Linked DNA regions of Salmo salar: region 1 is linked to region 2. The links are chromatin contacts, called in public Hi-C maps. All regions are on one chromosome and are shown on one strand. The core of a region is the stretch at or near the end of the contact, and the rest is flanking DNA. Distances in the headings are between cores, read along the strand shown. Region 1 holds the start of LOC106596460 (serine/threonine-protein kinase MAK). Region 2 holds the start of LOC106596360 (transcription factor BTF3 homolog 4).

Evidence for each region. A called contact is a pair of places that touch in the nucleus more often than the background predicts.
Region 1: a contact with region 2 is called in a Hi-C map of muscle, with 5 times the contacts expected there. The contact joins the promoter of LOC106596460 here to the promoter of LOC106596360 in region 2. A contact is called at or near these places in 2 of 3 Hi-C or Micro-C datasets (gill and muscle).

What each region holds. Positions count from the first base shown.
Region 1 is chrssa03:3,779,031-3,785,225 of Ssal_v3.1, reverse strand. It overlaps LOC106596460 (serine/threonine-protein kinase MAK), which reads left to right and starts at 2,925. Exons shown (of 14, transcript XM_014187746.2): 1 at 2,925-3,108.
Region 2 is chrssa03:3,590,305-3,596,905 of Ssal_v3.1, reverse strand. LOC106596360 (transcription factor BTF3 homolog 4) reads right to left here and starts at 3,387. Exons shown (of 6, transcript XM_014187661.2): 1 at 3,167-3,387; 2 at 2,344-2,406. The coding sequence starts at 2,397.

The DNA of each region.
Region 1 (6,195 bases), core at 1,676-4,175, 190 kb before region 2:
AAAGTTCTTCCTGGGTGCCTGTATAGATCACGAAAATGTCATCCAAATATCTCAGAATTAGGAGAATATTGGAGAGAAAAGGGTTAAGGTGTGGATTCAGCACCACGTGTTTTTCATTCGTTCCTAGATATAGATTAGCATAATTAGCAGCCATAGTGCTCCGCATCGCTGTCCCTTTTGGTCTGAAGGAAAAAGTCTCCTCTGAAGAGAAAATAGTTGGAGGTTAGTACCAGTTCAGCCAAGTCCACAATACATATTGGTGCTGGGTAGAGCATTAGGGGGACGTTCATTGAGGTAGATCTTGAGGGCCTCTAGGCCGCCCTGATGCCTGATGGGGGATGTTAATATATAGACTGGTGACATCAAAAGTACACAGAATCGTATTTTCAGATATATGGTCCACAGATTTCAAAAGATTAATTAAAATCGATAGAGTCTCTAGTATACGTGAGGAGGGAGAGATCTCCCCAGGGTTTAACGAAATGTGTCTACAAAAGACAGAGATATTCTCTGTCAGAGATCCAAACCTACTCACAATGGACCTGCCCGGTATAAGTGGTGTCATGCTCTTGTGAATTTAGGGTAGAGCGTATATGACAGGTGTTTGGGCAGTCAACTTTCATACACTTATATTCGTTTTTTGTAATTTCCCCTTCATCATTTTTTGGGGGACAATTTATCGTGGATCAGAGACTTTAATTGATTAGTAGGGTCCTTTGGGAGTCTTTTGTAAAAATTAATCATCACTAAGTTATCTCAGAATTTCCTTTTCATAGTCTGCTGCATTTAGTATCACTGTTGCACCTCCTTTGTTGGCAGGTTTTATAATGATACTGGAGTCATTTTTCAGTTCCATAAGAGTGTTCTTCAGCTTTTTTTTTTTTGCCTATCACTTGTGCCATTAAACTCTGGGCCTCTTGAGAGAGGCAGTAGAACACTCACATGCAAGGCTTGAATGAGGTTGGGGTTAGTGTCTGGGGTTGGAGAAAAGGTTTGTGTGATAGCCTTCCCTGTGGCTCAGTTGGTAGAGCATGGTGTTTTCAACGCATGGTGTTTGCAACGCCGAGGTTGGGGGTTCGAATCCCACGGGGGAGTCTGCTAAATGACTCACTACTGTAGTGGCTCTGGATCAGAGAGTCTGCTAAATGACTCACTACTGTAGTGGCTCTGGATCAGAGAGTCTGCTAAATGACTCACTACTGTAGTGGCTCTGGATCAGAGAGTCTGTTAAATGACTCACTACTGTAGTGGCTCTGGATCAGAGAGTCTGCTAAATGACTAACTACTGTAGTGGCTCTGGATCAGAGAGTCTGCTAAATGACTCACTACTGTAGTGGCTCTGGATCAGAGAGTCTGTTAAATGACTCACTACTGTAGTGGCTCTGGATCAGAGAGTCTGCTAAATGACTCTCTACTGTAGTGGCTCTGGATCAGAGAGTCTGCTAAATGACTCACTACTGTAGTGGCTCTGGATCAGAGAGTCTGCTAAATGACGTAAATGTAAGAATCTGTTCACCTGGAACGCACCCAGATTCAGAGGCAGTTTTGTACCACTAGATGACGCTAATGTATTACAAAAAGATGAGGGAGGTGGGAAACAGGTATTTATTTTATGTTTGTCTTGTTTAAATTTATTTTAACGTTAGATGGTAACGTGGGATAGTTTTCTTCCCAAACTAAGCCCACTAAAGGACGGTCCTCCTGATGCTTTCTCTCCTTAAATGATGACGTGACCCTGTCTTTGGACTACAAGTCCCATAAAGCATTGTGTTTATCATTCTGACAGCATTCTCCAGTCTCCCTCAAAAGAGCCCCACAGTGGAGATTTCATAATACCCATAAAACCTAGCGGTCAAACAGGGAAATTGTTCCAATCGTTTTTCCACCATTCATTTGTCCCATAGGGAATTTTAGAAACACTTAAATAAGGGCTATGTTTTGTGTAGACTTACCGTGGAGTGATGTTTTGATAACCATGTGAATCAGACAAGGTGACTTATAAATATATTCATCTCTATTTACTCTGACTTGAAAATGCTAATTAGCATCAAAGTAGACAGATATCATGCAAAACTACATATCCCTGCAAACACCTGTACGTCATCTCTAGCTGACACCTTTGCTAATGGTATTGTGTACATTTTAAAACTTGCACAGGACAGTTCATAGAATTTTACATTTAAAGAAATTTTGCCAATTTATTCATTACTACATTTAGCTAACATAGTTCATGCGAATCCGTTGCCTCGATTCGTCAGTCTCATCCAGATCATAATGGAATTTCTAGTTCTTTATGATAGCCACATTAGCAGCTAATTAGCATTTTAGGGGGTGGGGTAAATACAGGTGAAAATATTGTAAAAAGTCACCTTGTCCTAGAGAGATTTACACAGTTATCAAAACGTCACACAAGGGTGAGCCTACACAAAACACATCCCTAATTTTTAAGTGTTTCTAAAATTCCCTATGGGAAAAATGAATTAAACCCTTTCCCTTGTTTGACCGCTAGGTGTCATGGGTATTATGACTCATACTGTGGTGCTCTATGGTCCCAGTTGCCAGAGATACTTTTGAGGAGATGGGAAACTCCGTTGAACTCTATTGTGTCCTTTGCCAATGGTCCGCTGCTCAAAAACACAACATTAATGTCGTCAACAAAAAAGTACAACATTACACATATTTTCCAAGATGTTGAGATAATTAACTTGCTATCTGTAATATTTGTATATCTTTGGCACCGGGACATTTGGTACTTTCGAGGAAAATAGACACGTTTCTCGACTCATATACACTGACTTTTAGAAGGGATTGCGTGACGATCATCTTAGCAACCACGTTACGAGACATGACAACGTGAACGTGATTGGTCAAAAGTCTGCTCCTTCCGCCATTCTTTGTCCAATGGGACTTCGATCTCCTCCTTCCTGTAATATTTATGCCGTTGCCAAGGAGAAAGGAAGCCGCTCCTGTACAATAAGGAAGTTATTGTTATTGTACTGTCTTCACCACTGCATTGTTTTTTCTTCACAAAACAGAAACGCATCTTGCTTTATTCTTGGACTAAAAAGGGGACAAAAACAAAATGTCTTTATTGGTAGGTATGCTAAGGTAATACCACCGTTTCTGAATGTTGCATGACAGCGGTGTTGTTTATGGTAGGCCAATATAATGATGTGTGTTGTTTAACGTTATGTGTTTGTTTATCTTGTTAACTAGCTAGCTAGCTAACAGCTCAGTAGTAGTTTTAAGGGTTGTTGCTTATTACGTAGGTATATTAATGTATGCCCCTTTACCCCATACCACACTAATGAAGTTGAACTGTCCTGCCAATAATTATTTTACTTTCTCTCTGTCTGAGGGACTTTCTAATCTGATAGGATGGAGAGTTGAGGTCAATATAGGATTAGAGAAATGTCTACGACAGCCAATGTATGTCAGAGAAAGAACAAGAACTGACTTCCTTATTCAACAACATTCAACACAGACAAGTCATTCATTTTGAAGTTGTCTGTTTTTAATGGACACATTCTGTGCAGGTTAGCCAGGGTTGTACCAAATGACTGTTGGTAGTCTATATCCAGCGGTAAAGTCTAGCCCAATCAGGACCTGTTTTCACCTGGAGTAATCAATTAAAGCCTCTTTTGCTGGCTTCCCCTGTAAACCCAGGGACCAGTTGCATAAAACATCTTAAGTTAATTTCCCCCTTTATCGTTTCCCTTTAAAGTCAGTTGCACAACATTTTTTAAGGCGATTTTCTCCCTTAAATTCAGTGTAAAAGTTATCGGTGCCCATGAGGACCCTTAAGTGTTTCATTCACTCCCCACGTTGTAAAGTGTAAACTAATAACCGGGAAGCAAGTACAGGGAATGAATGTAATCAATTAAATGTAATAAACGAACATGGAACAAAACAAGATACCTCGAGTAGCGTACAGACATGAAACATATAAACAGAAACAACGCCTGAGGAAAGAACCAAAGGTAGTGACAAATATTTGGGAAGGAATCGAGTCCAGGTGAGTCTTATGAGGCGCAGAAACGATGATCGTCCTATGGGACTTGGGACTTGTAGCGACTGTGTTGACTTCAAAATCTGGGGTGTGAACTACGTTTCTATTCAAGCGTTGATCGACATGGTAATGGCTCTATAGTATTGGGGAAAAGTTGTTGTTTTTTAAACGGACCCTCCGTTACATCGTGACGTGTCATGGCGTAACGTACAGCACGCGTAAAGCAACTATTTCTGCCTTACAATCTCTCCCCACCAGGTGTAGCACTTCTCTCATCGTTTAAAAACATGAAATGGACAATGACATACCTAGTCATTTTTTTGCGTCATCACTGCATGCGATCATGACTCTCAAAGCCGCTGTTTACTTCTGAAGATCACTTTAGCACCTCCCTAAAAACCCGATTCAATTTCGACACAAAACCTTCCAATAGGTATGTAATGACACATTATATAAACTGTTTTATAGTGGTTTATTTACATTTTAGAGGCGATAAGGTGATACGTTGGACAGATGGAGTGGGGAAAAAAAGCGGTTTTCCCCACACGACATGTGACCTTCTCACTATCACGCAATAGGTTTAGCTTCCCCACCCGCCATTTTAAAAAAGACCCGACGGAACTCATTGCCTTCTTGAATCATGCAGAGATGGGCATCATGAAGGTCTCGTCATTGATTTTGTTGGAAAGGGGAGAAATTGTGCTTTACAATGGTATTGACGTTACAGTTGATCTGGAAGTTTTACGTTTTTTTGGGCTCTAAAATAAGGTCGATTGTACGGACCAAGGCGATGTACAAAAGTGAGTGAGTTTACGTTAACCTGTTCTCCTAAAAAAATTGCTAACAGCTAAATTAGCCAATGTGAGCAAATAAATCTCAGCTTGCTAAGTAGCAAAGCCAACCAATTACACAATAAATATGCACAAAGTAAACAATTATTTTCTAAACTAATGTTAATCTCAACCAAATGACAAGTACAAAGAACTATTGCTCTGTCCAACAACGTAACAACCATTAGTTACAGGCTAGACAGAATACTATTGCTAGCTAGCTAACTAGCCATGCTATTGTAATGAAAATAAGCTAGCTAGCCAGCGCCAGCTTTGTAGTTGTAATGATATGTGGAAAAAGTCATTTTAATTTCTTCCTCCATTTTTCTCACCAACGCCTTTAATAATTTTAACAATTCGATTCATATTTAGAAACATGTCCTGCCTCCCTGAGTAAGCGATTCATCGCAACAGACCGATAGTCAAACACACGGAAATTGACGCGGGAAGGGCTACAATGTGGTACTTTCAGACGCATGAAACGTACCCGTTACCTCACAGGCGTTCAGAACGTGTTCAGGGGCACAATTTCATGCGTCTGAAAGTACAATATTCAAACCTTCTAATCACCTGTAAATACACACTGAACAGGTGTAATGAACGGGTGTAGTGAACGGGTGTTAGTGAACGGGTGTTATGAACGGGTGTAATGAACGGGTGTAATGAACGGGTGTAATGAACCAAATGCCCATAGCAAGCTTTCATATCAAGATCATTTGAAACTCATGGCCTTCCATAAGTAACTGGAGACAATGAGTGCCAGAGAGGAGGTGCTGGAGTAGACGTGACAGTAACTTAGCTTGACTTGCTAGAAAATAATATTTAAAAAAGTAATGATATGAAACGTGTTTTATTATCTTCTGAATCAAATTGTTCCTCCTGTAACGATATGAAATGTGTTTTATTATCTTCTGAATCAAATTGTTTCTCCTGTCCTCCTGTAACGATAAGAAACGTGTTTTATTATCTTCTGAATCAAATTGTTCCTCCTGTAACGATAAGAAACGTGTTTTATTATCTTCTGAATCAAATTGTTCCTCCTGTCCTGAATGTAGAAGTTCTTATTTTTGACGAGACGTTTATTCGGTGAATAATGGTCGTCTTCATGGTAACCAGAGACTCTTTCTGCCTTACATGACTTCAAACTACCCAAAAAAACGTTTAAGTTATGCCCTTATGGCTGGTAGGAGTGTTGAGCCAGTAACCGAAAGGTTGCTGGATTGAATCCCCGAGCTGACAAGGTAAAAATCTGTCGTTCTGCCCTTGAACAAGGCAGTTAACCCACTGTTCCCCGGGCACCAATGACGTGATGTCGATTAAGGCAGCCCCCCCCCCTACACCTCTCTGATTCAGAGG
Region 2 (6,601 bases), core at 2,138-4,637:
ACAAGGACAATGTCTCACTTCAGTAGACTTTTGTTTCAAGTAAATTACACCAATTTTTTCGTATGTGTGCTTCTAATGGCAGAAATACTTTGGGGGAAAAAGCAACTGCAGCGTTTATGTTACTATAAATGTGATCATACTTCACTATTTGTATTCACAAATGAGAGTGAAATACTCGCAATGTGGCACCCTCACCAGGCCGCTAACGTGGCTGGTGAAATACACCTAACATGCTGACCACACCGCTAACGTGGCTGCTGAAATACACCTAACATGCTGACCACACCGCTAACGTGACTGGTGAAATACACCTAACATGCTGACCACACCGCTAACGTGGCTGGTGAAATACACCTAACATGCTGACCACACCGCTAACGTGGCTGGTGAAATACACCTAACATGCTGACCACACCGCTAACGTGGCTGCTGAAATACACCTAACATGCTGACCACACCGCTAACGTGGCTGGTGAAATACACCTAACATGCTGACCACACCGCTAACGTGGCTGGTGAAATACACCTAACATGCTGACCACACCGCTAACGTGGCTGGTGAAATACACCTAACATGCTGACCACACCGCTAACGTGACTGGTGAAATACACCTAACATGCTGACCACACCGCTAACGTGACTGGTGAAATACACCTAACATGCTGACCACACCGCTAACGTGACTGGTGAAATGCACCTAACATGCTGACCACACCGCTAACGTGGCTGGTGAAATACACCTAACATGCTGACCACACCGCTAACGTGACTGGTGAAATACACCTAACATGCTGACCACACCGCTAACGTGGCTGCTGAAATACACCTAACATGCTGACCACACCGCTAACGTGGCTGGTGAAATACACCTAACATGCTGACCACACCGCTAACGTGGCTGGTGAAATACACCTAACATGCTGACCACACCGCTAACGTGGCTGGTGAAATACACCTAACATGCTGACCACACCGCTAACGTGGCTGGTGAAATACACCTAACATGCTGACCACACCGCTAACGTGACTGGTGAAATACACCTAACATGCTGACCACACCGCTAACGTGGCTGGTGAAATACACCTAACATGCTGACCACACCGCTAACGTGGCTGGTGAAATACACCTAACATGCTGACCACACCGCTAACGTGGCTGGTGAAATACACCTAACATGCTGACCACACCGCTAACGTGGCTGGTGAAATACACCTAACATGCTGACCACACCGCTAACGTGACTGGTGAAATACACCTAACATGCTGACCACACCGCTAACGTGGCTGGTGAAATACACCTAACATGCTGACCACACCGCTAACGTGGCTGGTGAAATGCACCTAACATGCTGACCACACCGCTAACGTCACGTTCGCGGCAAAATACATTATTCAATCATTGCATCCACACTGCTCACGAGCGTCTGCGTAGCCAGGCACTAAAACAGAACTTGTTTCTATTTGTGACTGACACTTCACACGCTGCAAGTCCCTCCTCTCCCATCTCCTCATTGGTTGTTAGGAGCATATACCCACGTGGGTGATTGAAAGATGAACTGAGGTCCACACTCCAGTCGGTGGTGGTGAAGCACCTTAAAGTTCGTTGTCAACCACCATATAAAGTCCAAAGAAGAAGCCTGGAAGGAGGAGAGATGACTAGAAAAATATTTGGTTGACCCTTTAATTTGTGGATGAATTGTCAGAGTAGAGGACCTTGTGCATTTCAGGTAAAATAACCCAATGTTTATATCCCAGGACAAAATGAGCTAGCAACAGCAAGCTAGCAAGCTAAATTTCCATAAATGTTTAATGCTTTTCTACCTGTCCCCAAATTAATATTACTGGTTAAGAGTTCGTTTTGATATTTCAACACGTGTGTCCTGATCACGTCTGGTGTGGGTGGACAACAACCAACACGTGCACATACGTGCCCGGTCTAGTCAGGATCGGCATGTTATCCGCCAATGACAAAAATCGACACATTCGGCAGGTGTTAAATTTAGGCCACACCAACAGTGCCATCTAGCTGTGGAGAGGAGACACAACGAGGCCCTTACCAAACAGTAAGAGACAAAGCCCTGGGCCCCACAGCCAGGCAGGATGGGCCAAAGCATCTGTCCCATAATAGGAGTAATGTGTTCAGGGGGAAAACAAGACTCCCAGTTGCTTTGATAAGTCTAATGCCCTTCAACAAAACAGACAGACAGACAGGCAGTTAAGCTACTAAACCGCTGGCCTTCAACCCTGCACATTACCAGATATGGAAGGGTTCTACAATTTAGTCATATCTGTGTCATAACAAAATGTAGATTTTAACAGTAGAGATGATAATAGTAGTTACCTTTCCACCTATCCGGACCTGGGCCTGAAGTTTGGCTAGTTTCTCTTGGTTCATGGCTTTTATCTGGAAAAAAGAGGAACATGGATGAGTTGTCAAGAAAATATCCTCATGAATTAACAAAAATCAACAACAATATAAACAGGCCTACTGGATGAATGCAAATCAGCTTCACGTTTTATCCTGAATCACTGTGGAAGCTGTTATTAATGGACTTAGCTACAAACTAGGCACCAATTGAGTCTTATCTGACAGTTAAAACTAGTTTATTAGCCAACAATGTTCATTGTCTGGAAACACTACAAATCATCAGGTGTCCGACTCTTCAACAACAACAGAAACAATGCCTGTCAGCCAAAAACACACACACACACACACACACACAGATGAATAGTTAGTTACCTAGTTGGTTAAAACGTTACACCATGTCATTAACTAAACTAGTTAAACTAGCAAGCTAACGTTACCCATTTTAACGGTAGTAAAATGTTCGCTACGCCCCGTAGTGTCAACATTTGAGACTCAAGTTAGCCATAAAAATGTCGACAACTAACTAAAGCTGTCATTTAGCCAGTTAACCATCTCATATTCCTGACGAGCTAGCTAGTTAACTAACTAAAAATGAGCTTTTCTAAAATGTTCCTGCATAAAGCCACAGCTAGGATACCGTGGAGACTGTTACCTAGCTAGCATTGTAAACACAGTAGGCTAGGAGCTCAAAGCAAACGGAGAACAACGCTTACTGTTATCTTTTATCCTATATGCCGTGGTCCATAGCTCTAGTTGTTAAAAACACACACACACACGTATATATATGTATATTTACCTGTGTAAAAGACAGCGTCAGTAATTTGATCGATCAGTCCCAAGGCACAGCACTTTGATCCACAAAAGGTTCACAGCAGAACAGGAAGTAGCAGGAGGGAACACGAGGTTGATGAGGATGATGGCGAATCTCAACACGTGTCTTTTCTCTCCGTGGGTGAATTTCAGGTCGTTTTGGTGTTTGTGTAATTTTCAGCAGATGGGGATTTTGATTTATTGATTGATTGATTTAATGTATTAGTTTATGAATCATTTTAAAACACATACAGACTTATAGCCACAACATGAACGCCGTTTGTACTACAGTTGCCTGCAATGTGTTTCTGATGAGAAATCAACCGTTTGTGCCATTGTTGTGGTCCATATCACATTTGTATTTTTTTGTTTTGTTGCATGAATTGCCAGGTTTCCACCCAATTGGCGACATTCTAAAATCCGCATAAAATCGTGCATTTTCCCACCAGAGATTTGTTTCCATTGGTGATCAAATTGACTTGTTGCTCCAGATTATAGTATGTGTGTGATGACATAGCTTTGACGGTTAAATAACCATGTACCGAATAAAATAAAATACAAGTTAAATGGATTTCCATCGCATTTAACTCTACTGATTGTTATCTCACAAAAACCTGTTGCTTTAAATAGCGAGTGTGCCCACGATCATGTCACCAGAATAAAACCCTGGATATTTATTGGAAAGCAGCATCACGCTCATCACCTTGCACTTTGCCCATCCTGTAAAGTTATTTTACAATTTATTTCACCTGTAGCCTAATAAACTGCATGATTTCCGGGGGTTATAGTGGGATGACCACATGTCATCGCATGATTCCACGTTTACTTTCATATTATGGCTATTATATCAATATTTGCGCATAAAAGCGTTTCCACCACCATTTCTCGTATTATTATCCCACCTATTAATTCAATTCAATAGCACCTAGTATTTGGTTTTGTCGACATTTGGTAATGTTTGTTTACCGACAAATTTGCTGCTTCCATCAAGCCTGTCATTACATTTTTTTTTATCCAACATGAACTTTACTGGCATACAAAAATGTTGGATGGAAACATGGTAATAAAAATACACTCAGTGGTTACCGGCCTTTTCCGGTTTGTGTTCCAGCAACTGAATTCTGCTCTGCCTGGAGTACCCCTGAAGTACCCCCTCTTGTGCATTTAAATAGAAGGTCTATGGTCTCATGTGTCTTCTCAAGTACTCCCTGATAGGCCTTGTCGTCGAACATCTCATTCTAAAATCATGGGCATTAATGTGGAGTTGTTCCCCCCTTTGCTGCTATAACAGCCTCCACTCTTCTGGGAAGGCTTTCCACTAGATTTTGGAACATTGTTGCGAGGACTTGCTTCCATTCAGCCACAAGAGCATTAGTGAGGTCGGTTACTGATGTTGGGCGATTAGGCCTGGCTCGCAGTCGGCGTTCCAATTCATCCCAAAGGTGTTCAATAGGGTTGAAGCCAGGGCTCTGTGCAGGCCAGTCAAGTTCTTCCACACTGATCTCGACAAACCATTTCTGTATGGACCTTGCTTTGTTCATGGGGGCATTGTCATGCTGAAACAGGAAAGGTCCTTCCCAAAACTGTTGCCACAAAGTTGGAAGCACAGAATCATCTACAATGTCATTGTATGCTGTAGCGTTAAGATTTCCCTTCACTGGAACTAAGAGGACTAGCCCGAACCATGATACACAGGCTGTATCACAACCGGCCGTGATTGGGAGTCCCATAGGGCGGCACACAATTGGCCCAGCGTCGTCCGGGTTTGGTTTGCCTAGTTAAATAAAGGTTAAAAAAAAGAAAACACAAAAAACACCCCCGACCCATTATTCCTCCTCCACCAAACTTTACAGTTGGTGTAACCGATGTGAAATGACTAGTTAGTTAGCGGTGGTGCGCGCTAATAGAATTTCAATTGGTGATGTCACTCGCTCTGCGACCTTAAGTAGTTGTTCCCCTTGCGCTGCAAGGGCCGTGGCTTTTGTGGCGCGATGGGTAACGATGCTTCATGGTGGTGTCAGTTGTTGATGTGCGCAGAGGGTCCCTGGTTCGAGCCCAGGTTGGGGCGAGGAGAGGGACGGAAGCTATACTGTTACATTGGCACTATGCATTGGGACAGGTAGCGTTCTCCTGTCATCTGCCAAACCCAGATTTGTCCATCGGACTGACAGATGTTGAAGTGTGATTCAGAGAGTCCAATGGCGGTGAGCTTTACACCACTCCAGCAGACACTTGGCATTGCGCATGGTGATCTTAGGCTTGTGTGCGGCTGCTCGGCCATGGAAACACATTTCATGAAGCTCCCGACAAACAGTTCTTGTGCTGACGTTGCTTCCAGAGGCACTTTGGAACTCTGTAGTGAGTGTGGAAACGGAGGACAGACAATTTTTACGTGCTACGAACTTCAGCACTCAGTCCCGTTCTGTGAGCTTGTGTGGCCTACCACGTCGTGGCTGAGCCGTTGTTGCTCCTAGACATTTCCACTTCACAATAACAATAATAATAATAATAATAATAATAATAATAATAATGCAGTCGATCGGGGCAGCTCTAGCAGGGCATAAATTTGATGAACTGACTTGTTGGAAAGGTGGCATCCTATGACGGTGCCACGTTGAAAGTCACTGAGCTCTTCAGTAAGATACAGTGCCTTTAGAAATGATTCACACCCCTTGGCTTTTTCCACATTTAGTTGTGTTACAGCCTGAATTTAAAATGGATTAAATACAGATTTCTTTGTCACTGGCCTACACACAATACCGCAGAATATCAAAGTGGAATCATATTTTTTTTTTTTTTTTTTAAGTTTAAAAATGATTGTAAAAAAAAATGAAAAGATGAAATGTCTGGAGTCAATAAGTTATTATTGATTATTAATTAACCCCTTTTTTATTGCTTATTGTTAAATACGTTCATGAGTAAAAATGTGCTTAAAAAACACAAAGACGAAGGTTTTCCAATGCCTCGCAAAAAAAAGGGCACCTATTGGTAGATTTAAAAAAATATTTTTTTTAACTAGGCAAGTCAGTTAAGAACATGTTCTTATTTACAATGACGGAAACCGCTCAAGGATTTCACCATGAGGCCAATGGTGACTTGAAAACAGCTACAGAGTTTAATGGCTGTGATAGGAGAAAAATGAGGATGGATCAACAACATTGTAGTTACTCCACAATACTAACCTAAATGACAGAGTGAAAAGAAGGAAGCCTGTACAGAATAAAAATAGTCCAAAACATGCATCCTGTTTGCAACAAGGCACTGAAGTAATACTGCAAATAATGTGGCAAAGCAATTCCCCTTTTTGTCCTGAGTACAACTCTCCATATTTTCAAGCATAGTGATGGCTGTGTCATGTTATGAGTATGCTTGTAATCGTTAAGGACTGAGGAGTTTTTCAGGATAAAAAGAAACGGAATGG